Linked DNA regions of Podarcis muralis: region 2 is linked to region 1. Evidence: chromatin contacts called from public Hi-C data. All regions are on one chromosome and are shown on one strand. Each heading gives the region's core, a stretch centred on a gene start, on an enhancer-like site or on the middle of the called end of the contact. The rest is flanking DNA. Distances are from core to core; before and after follow the strand shown.

The links. A called contact is a pair of places that touch in the nucleus more often than the background predicts.
Region 2: a Hi-C map of tail shows a contact between it and region 1, with 4 times the contacts expected there. The contact joins the promoter of SLC33A2 here to the promoter of LOC114600152 in region 1. A contact is called at or near these places in 2 of 3 Hi-C or Micro-C datasets (blood and tail).

The regions. Positions count from the first base shown.
Region 1 is chr8:1,721,718-1,725,608 of rPodMur119.hap1.1, forward strand. It overlaps LOC114600152 (putative flap endonuclease 1 homolog), which reads right to left and starts at 1,772. Exons shown (of 13, transcript XM_028735979.2): 1 at 1,293-1,772. The coding sequence starts at 1,611. TMEM276 (transmembrane protein 276) reads left to right here and starts at 2,745. Exons shown (of 4, transcript XM_077932669.1): 1 at 2,745-2,852.
Region 2 is chr8:2,049,774-2,053,664 of rPodMur119.hap1.1, forward strand. It overlaps SLC33A2 (solute carrier family 33 member 2), which reads right to left and starts at 2,080. Exons shown (of 6, transcript XM_028735997.2): 1 at 1,954-2,080. It overlaps RECQL4 (RecQ like helicase 4), which reads right to left. Exons shown (of 25, transcript XM_028735990.2): 25 at 3,752-3,891.

The DNA of each region.
Region 1 (3,891 bases), core at 522-3,021:
CCGCTAACCCAGAAATAGTGCTTCAGGTTAAGAACTTTGCTTCAGGATAAGAACAGAAATCGGGCTCCGGCGGCAGCAGGAGGCCCCATTAGCTAAAGTGGTGCTTCAGGTTAAGAACAGTTTCAGGTTAAGAACAGACCTCCGGAACGAATTAAGTACTTAACCCGAGGTACCACTGTATGTGAATTATTTGAAGAGCAACTGTAATCAACAAATTACATTAGAAGTTTTGTAAGGAGATGCTGTTCCCGCCCTGGCAAAGCTTTACTTGCACCAGAGACCCAAAGGTCATCATCCAACTGGCTGAGATGCCCACGATCCTCTGGGAAAAGGCACCCCCAAACTCAGCCTTCCAGATGCTTTGGGACTACAACTCCCATCATCCCTAGCTAACAGGACCGGTGGTCAGGGATGATGGGAACTGTAGTTCCAAAACAGATGGAGCGCCCAGCTTTAACTTGCACCAAAGACCCAAGGTCATCATCCAGCCCAACCAGCTGCAATGCCCATGATCCTCTGGGACAGGCACCCCCAAACTCAGACCTCCAGCTGTTTTGGGACTACAACTCCCATCATCCCTAGCTAACAGGACCGGTGGTCAGGGATGATGGGAATTGTAGTTCCAAAACAGATGGAGCACCCAGCTTTAACTTGCACCAGAGACCCAAAGGTCATCATAGAGCCCAACCGGCGGAGATGCTCGTGATCCTCTGGGACAGGCACCCCCAAACTCAGCCCTCCAGCTGTTTTGGGACTACAACTCCCATCATCCCTAGCTAACAGGACCGGTGGTCAGGGATGATGGGAACTGTAGTTCCAAAACAGATGGAGCGCCCAGCTTTAACTTGCACCAAAGACCCAAGGTCATCATCCAGCCCAACCAGCTGCAATGCCCATGATCCTCTGGGACAGGCACCCCCAAACTCAGCCCTCCAGCTGTTTTGGGACTACAACTCCCATCATCCCTAGCTAACAGGACCAGTGGTCAGGGATGATGGGAACTGTAGTTCCAAAAGAGATGGAGCACCCAGCTTTAACTTGCACCAGAGACCCAAAGGTCATCATCCAGCCCAACCGGCCGAGATGTCCGCGATCCTCTGGGACAGGCACCCCCAAACTCAGCCCTCCAGCTGTTTTGGGACTACAACTCCCATCATCCCTAGCTAACAGGACCGGTGGTCAGGGATGATGGGAATTGTAGTTCCAAAACTACAATTGCGCACCGAGTTTGGGGATGCCTGTAGTCTGGGAGATGCAGGATGGGCGCAAAAGGCGGCGGCGGCAGCGCTCACCCCGGTAGTCTTCCAGCTGGACGGAGCTCACGGCGTCCGGCGCCTCCTCCCGGATCAGCTCGGCCAGCCTGGAGATCCCCATGGCCGGATCCCTGCGCGCCCCTCCGGCTCTGCGCGCTGCCGCCGCCGCCCTTCCTTCCCCGGGGCGGACGGGGAGGAGGAGGAGCCCGGCCAGCTGGAGGCGGGAGCGAGCCCGGGCCGGAAAGGGGCGCGCCCAGCTGCCTGCCTTCCAGAGCCAGCAAGAGTGCCTCTGAGCACGTGCAGAGAGCCCCGTTCTTGCAGCCGCGCGGCGCTTTCCAATTGAAACTCTCCAAACCATTCTTTACGCAATGCTTTCCTAAAAAAAATGTTTAGGGGTTTACTGTCATTTTGACTCACGAAAATCACCGTTTTCTAGTTGAGATCGGGGGAAATAAATGCAGTCAATGGACAAAAGTACAAAGATTCACCAAATGTTTAGGGATGGGGAGCCGCCCAGAGTGGCTGGGGAAATTCAGCCAGATGGGCGGGGTAAATAAATTATTATTATTATTATTATTATTATTATTATTATTATTAGGGGTCTGCGTTCCCCCAGAAAAAAGCACTGCTCTTATGCTTTGTTTTTTACTGTGTACTCCACCAAGAGCGGCATAGTTAACTAAATTTCTATACTGCATACCGTACGAAAAAATGAAAATAATAACTGTGCTCGTAGCCAGATCACCCCCAGCTTAAATATTAATATATTTTTGCAGCAGGTCCCTTTTTGTTACGTGTTGAAAAGAGGCAGGTGACCCAGGCAAAGGTCCCTGCCCCGAGGAACGCACAATCGCCAGCTTTTTCTCCGTATTTTTTGCGGGGGGGAGTTATTCCTCGCGAGCTGCTCGTGTTAATGTTTGTTTTATCTTTGGTAATTCAGGATCGGACTTCCTTACTGCAGCCGCTGAGCCGGTGCAATTTTTTGAGCAGTGCAATCTGGGGCAGGTCTACTCGGAAGTAAGTCCCATTGACTTCCTCGGGAATTCCTCCCAGGTAAAGCGTGCAAACTGGACTGCTGCTTTCCCCTCTCTCCTAACACTAAAATTTATTATATTATTATTATTAACACTAGAACACCCAAGGAAGACAAGCGCATCTTCCTGATGTTGGGCGCCCTAAGTTTCATATCGCAACAATGCTCCCTTTCCTCTTGGCCTGAGTGCTATTGCGCGTGCGCAGTCCCTAACGCGCCTGCCCAGTAGCGACCGTTGAAGCCGCTGCCCTTTTTCCTTGCCCTTACTAGGAAGGCCCAATCCAAGAAGGAGCGCGGGGGTAATTTCCGCCTCCAGGGACTGCTCAGAAGCCTCTAAAACAAGTAAAGAGAAAGGCCGAGAGTCTCTCCCGGCTGGGACGAAGGTGGCTTTGTTTCCCCCGCGGGGAAAAGAAAGCCTCTATGGTTTTTTCCTGCCCCTCTAGCCTGGCGCACTCTATGGCTCTTTTCTCTTCCGGGTTTCCTCTCGACCTGCCGCTCTAGCCGTGGGAGACTCGGTGTCGGGCACTTGGAGGACTCCGCTCTCGCTCGGGGGAGAAACGGGCCGGGTAGGGAGAAGGAAGGGAAGCGCGGGCCGGGCAAATGGAGGCCGGGGGAGCCCATCCCTCTGGCCTCTGAGCTTTCCTCCCTTCTTTTCTTTGGCGGGACTTCCGCTCCCTGGGAACTTGGCGTTGAGGAGACGCGACACAAAAGGAAGTGGGGCTGGGAGGGAGGAATAAAAAGGCAAACTCAGACCCTGGAGGGTTGTTTTATACACACACACACACACACATATATATATGGGACGCGGGTGGTGCTGTGGGTTAAACCACAGAGCCTAGGACTTGCCGATCAGAAGGTCGGCACTTCGAATCCCCACGACGGGGTGAGCTCCCGTTGCTCGGTCCCTGTTCCTGCCCACCTAGGAGTTCGAAAGCATGTCAAAGTGCAAGTAGATTAATAGGTAAGGTAAATGGCGTTTCTGTGCGCTGCTCTGGTTCGCCAGAAGTGGCTTAGTCCTGCTGGCCACATGTACGCCGGCCACAACCGCAGAGTCGTCCGCGACTGGACCTAATGGTTAGGGGTCCCCTTACCTTTATATCAAAGCGGGGTTCTCTGGAGAGGGGGGCGTGCTAAGAGGCAAGGGGGCCCAGTGCCGCTTTCAAATGGTCAGACTCGCAATTTAGCGACACAAAAGGAAGAGGGGTCAGGAGGGAGGAGGAAAAAGGCAAACTCATTGTGTCAAATCAGCCTTGTCGTATTTATTCATTCAATTTCTTTGCTGCCCGCCATCCGAGGATCGCGGGGCAGTTTGCAACATGGAAACACAAAAATACATAACATAGAAACAAAAAAGAAAGTAAATAGTTTCAGTTGGCCTTTGAATAAATGTGCAATAATTGGTTACTGTTTCTCATTTGTGTGTGTCGTTATCCTCCTCACTGCACACTGCTGTTTTGAATAAGGCTTTTTATAGGGCTGGATAGGAAGCGCTAGGGGTGAGTTTATGGAACTAACTTGGGAACCACAGATATATATCACACCCAAATGACCACAAAATCCAGCGCCTTTGCTTTACCCTTTGCCCAACTTTTCATTAAAAGTCGG
Region 2 (3,891 bases), core at 830-3,329, 330 kb after region 1:
TAATAGACCTTTAATAGCCATTAATCATCTCCTGCCTACCTTCTCTGTTGGACACAACAATGTATTCAAAACACCCACTTTACCATTGAGTTTTTACATGTGCTCGGTCCTTAATGTATATAATTTTATCAGCAGTTAGCATTTAATCCTTAAAGGTAAAGGTACCCCTGCCCGTACGGGCCAGTCGTGTCCGACTCTAGGGTTGTGCGCTCATCTCACTTAAGAGGCCGGGGGCCAGCGCTGTCCAGAGACACTTCCGGGTCACGTGGCCAGCGTGACAAGCTGCATCTGGCGAGCCAGAGCCGCACACGGAAACGCCGTTTACCTTCCCGTTAGTAAGCGGTCCCTATTTATCTACTTGCACCCGAGGGTGCTTTCGAACTGCTAGGTTGGCAGGCGCTGGGACCGAAAGACGGGAGCTCACCCTGCTGCGGGGATTCGAACCGCCGACCATGCGATCGGCAAGTCCTAGGCACTGAGGTTTTACCCACAGCGCCACCCGCGTCCCTATTTAATCCTTAGAGTACGCTAATAGAATCTGATCAGAGTTTTCCAACAGGATGGAGGTATATAAATTCATGCATGATATGGAGAAAATGGGTAGAGTTTTTCTCCCTTTCTCAAAAGACTAGAAATTGTGGACCTCCAATAAAACTTAATGCTGAAAGATTCAGGACAGACAAAATAAAGCATTTATTCATATAACGCACAGCTAAACTACGGAGTTTGTTCCCACAAAAGATAGCGATGACCACCAACTTGGATGGCTTTAAAAGAGAATTAGACAAATTCATGGAGAAAACAGCTACCAGCGGCAACTAGCCACAAGGGTTATACTCTGCTTCTGCTGTTAAAGGCAGTGTGCCTCTGAATAACAGCTGCTGGAAACCTCAGGAGCAGAGCATGCTCTTGAACTCAGGTCTTGCTTGCAGGCTTCCCATACTGGGCATCTGGTCGGCCACTGTGAGAAGAGGATACTGGATACATTAGATCCTGTAACCTAGGAAGCTCCTTTCTAGCAGATCAGAATATTTGTTTGACCAGCCCAGTGGAACCGGCACTGTTGCAGGTCCCACAAAACACCCATTCCACATTTGTAAGAACTTGATCTTTTAGTGTGGTGGCACCTACACTTTGGAACTCCCTGCCTACTGACATCAGGCAGGTCCTTCACTGTACTCTTTTCGGTGCCTTTGTGGTCTTGTTATCTGATTTCTTTCCGCAGGGCCTGTAAGGCAGAGTTGTTCCGCCTGGCCTTTGGCTCGGAGCCAATTTGATTCCCTCCCCCTCTTTCTTTCCCCCCCTGCGATGAGGCTGCATTCTAATGTTTCAATTAATTTTATAATGAATGTTTTAGAATGTTGGATTATTTTTATTGTTGTTAGCCGCCCTGAGCCCAGCTTCGGCTGGGGAGGGCGGGATATAAATAAAATTTATTTATTTATTTATTTATTAATGTTGCATCTTAATCTTGTTTTTAAGTTGTGTTCATTCAACTTGTTTTTATTATCGCTTGTTAGCTTGTTAGCCTTGGCTGGGGAGGGCGGGGTATAAATAAAAATTATTATTATTATTATTATTTTAACCTTTTTTTCGTAAACCACTTTGGGGCGTTCTTGTTTTGGCAATCGTGCAGGGTATGAATTCAGAATAATTGAATAAATGCCAAATGTACACGGAAGCTCACAGACCTACATTGTGTCACCCCCCTACTTCCCAAAAACGAAGCTTCCCCAGCCCCCACAAGAACCCCTGTGGCACCAGCAGGACTCAGCATCACTGGGTTGCCAGCCTCCCTGGCAGCATCCCCGAGGCGAGTGGTCCAGCTTCCCCTCCGTTGCCATGGCAACCCCCTCCCCACCGCCCCTTCCGCGCTTCAGCCGCTAGAGGGCGCCGCTGCGCCGCCCCTTTCCGCCCCCCTCCCTCTCCTTCCCCGCCGCTCGCGGGACCCACATAAAAGTCCAGCCGCTCCGCTTCTCCCGTTTCCGCGGCCAACAGCGAGAGCGGAAACGCCGCCGCCGCCCTCAGAGAAACGGAACCAGGCCCAGACCATGAGCGCAGGTACACTTCCGGTCAAGGAGAGGGAAACGAGGAAAGCCTCCCTTTCAGACCGGAAAAGGCGCTCCGTCGGTGAGGCTTCGCGGCCCTTCTAGGCGGCGCCTCTCGGTTATAATAATTTATAATAATAATAATTTATTATTTATACCCCGCCCATCTTAACTTCGCTCAGTCAAAGGGCACAGTCTCTCTGCAAAGGCCGAGACTTCCGGTTGTCGATCGAAAGCGGGCTTTGGCACAAGCGTAGAGTGGCGCCGCTCTATCCTTTTTTACTTCTCTAGCGGTGCAGGATTCAACCCCCAAAGGCGCACCCCTCCGTTGTCTCTCGAGACAGAGGGATGCCAACAACGGCGCAGGCTCACTTTGCTTTGAAGAGGCAGAGTTCGACCGAGTACCGGTAGTGTTCATAAGGACTTCATTGAAACTGTGTCCCCTTTGGGTCAGGGGACCATAGAAGTAGAAAACAGCAAGAGGTCATCATCTCGTTTCAGTACTTGACAAGCCGCGTCCAGCGCTGCCAATAAAGGACACTAAGATGATGCTGTTAAGGTGCTACACTCAATATGCCAGCAAGTTTGGAAAACTCAGCAGTGGCCAGAGGATTGGAGAAGATCAGTCTACATCCCAATCCCAAAGAAGGGCAGTGCCAAAGAATGCTCCAACTACCGCACAATTGCACTCATTTCACATGCTAGCAAGGTTATGCTTAAAATTCTACAAGGAAGGCTCAAGCAGTATGTGGATTGAGAACTCCCAGAAGTGCAAGCTGGATTTAGAAGAGGCAGAGGAACCAGAGACCAAATTGCAAACATGCGCTGGATTATGGAGAAAGCTAGAGAGTTCCAGAAAGACATCTACTTCTGCTTCATTGACTATGCAAAAGCCTTTGACTGTGTCGACCACAGCAAACTATGGCAAGTTCTTAAAGAAATGGGAGTGCCTGATCACCTCATCTGTCTCCTGAGAAATCTCTATGTGGGACAAGAAGCTACAGTTAGAACTGGATATGGAACAACTGATTGGTTCAAAATTGGGAAAGGAGTGCGACAAGGCTGTATATTGTCCCCCTGCTTATTTAACTTATATGCAGAATTCATCATGCGAAAGGCTGGACTGGATGAATCCCAAGCCGGAATTAAGATTGCTGTAAGAAATAACAACAACCTCAAATATGCAGATGACACAACCTTGATGGCAGAAAGTGAGGAGGAATTAAAAAACCTTTTATTGAGGGTGAAAGAGGAGAGTGCAAAATATGGTCTGAAGCTCAACATCAAAAAGACTAAGATCATGGCCACTGGTCCCATCACCTCCTGGCAAACAGAAGGGGAAGAAATGGAGGGAGTGGGAGATTTTACTTTCTTGGGCTCCATGATCACTGCAGATGGTGAGAGCAGTCACGAAATTAAAAGACGCCTGCTCCTTGGGAGAAAAGCAGTGACAAACCTAGACAGTAGAGGCATCACCTTGCCAACAAAGGTCCGTATAGTTAAAGCTATAGTTTTCCCCGTAGTGACGTATGGAAGTGAGAGCTGGACCATAAAGGAGGCTGATCACTGAAGAATGGATGCTTTTGAATTCTGGTGCTGGAGGAGACTCTTGAGAGTCCCATGGACTGCAAGAAGATCAAACCTACTACTATTAAATTCCTCACCTGTTTAGTTCCTGCTCAAATAGATGGGAAGGCTGCATATAAACTTCTTTGTATATTTATTAAGGCAAATGTACAAAAAGGATGTGGGGGAATTGAGAGAAAAATCAGTGCTAAATTAAGACTGTCCGTTCACGATCTATTTTATAACAATGCAAGCATTCCTCACTTATTTGAAAATA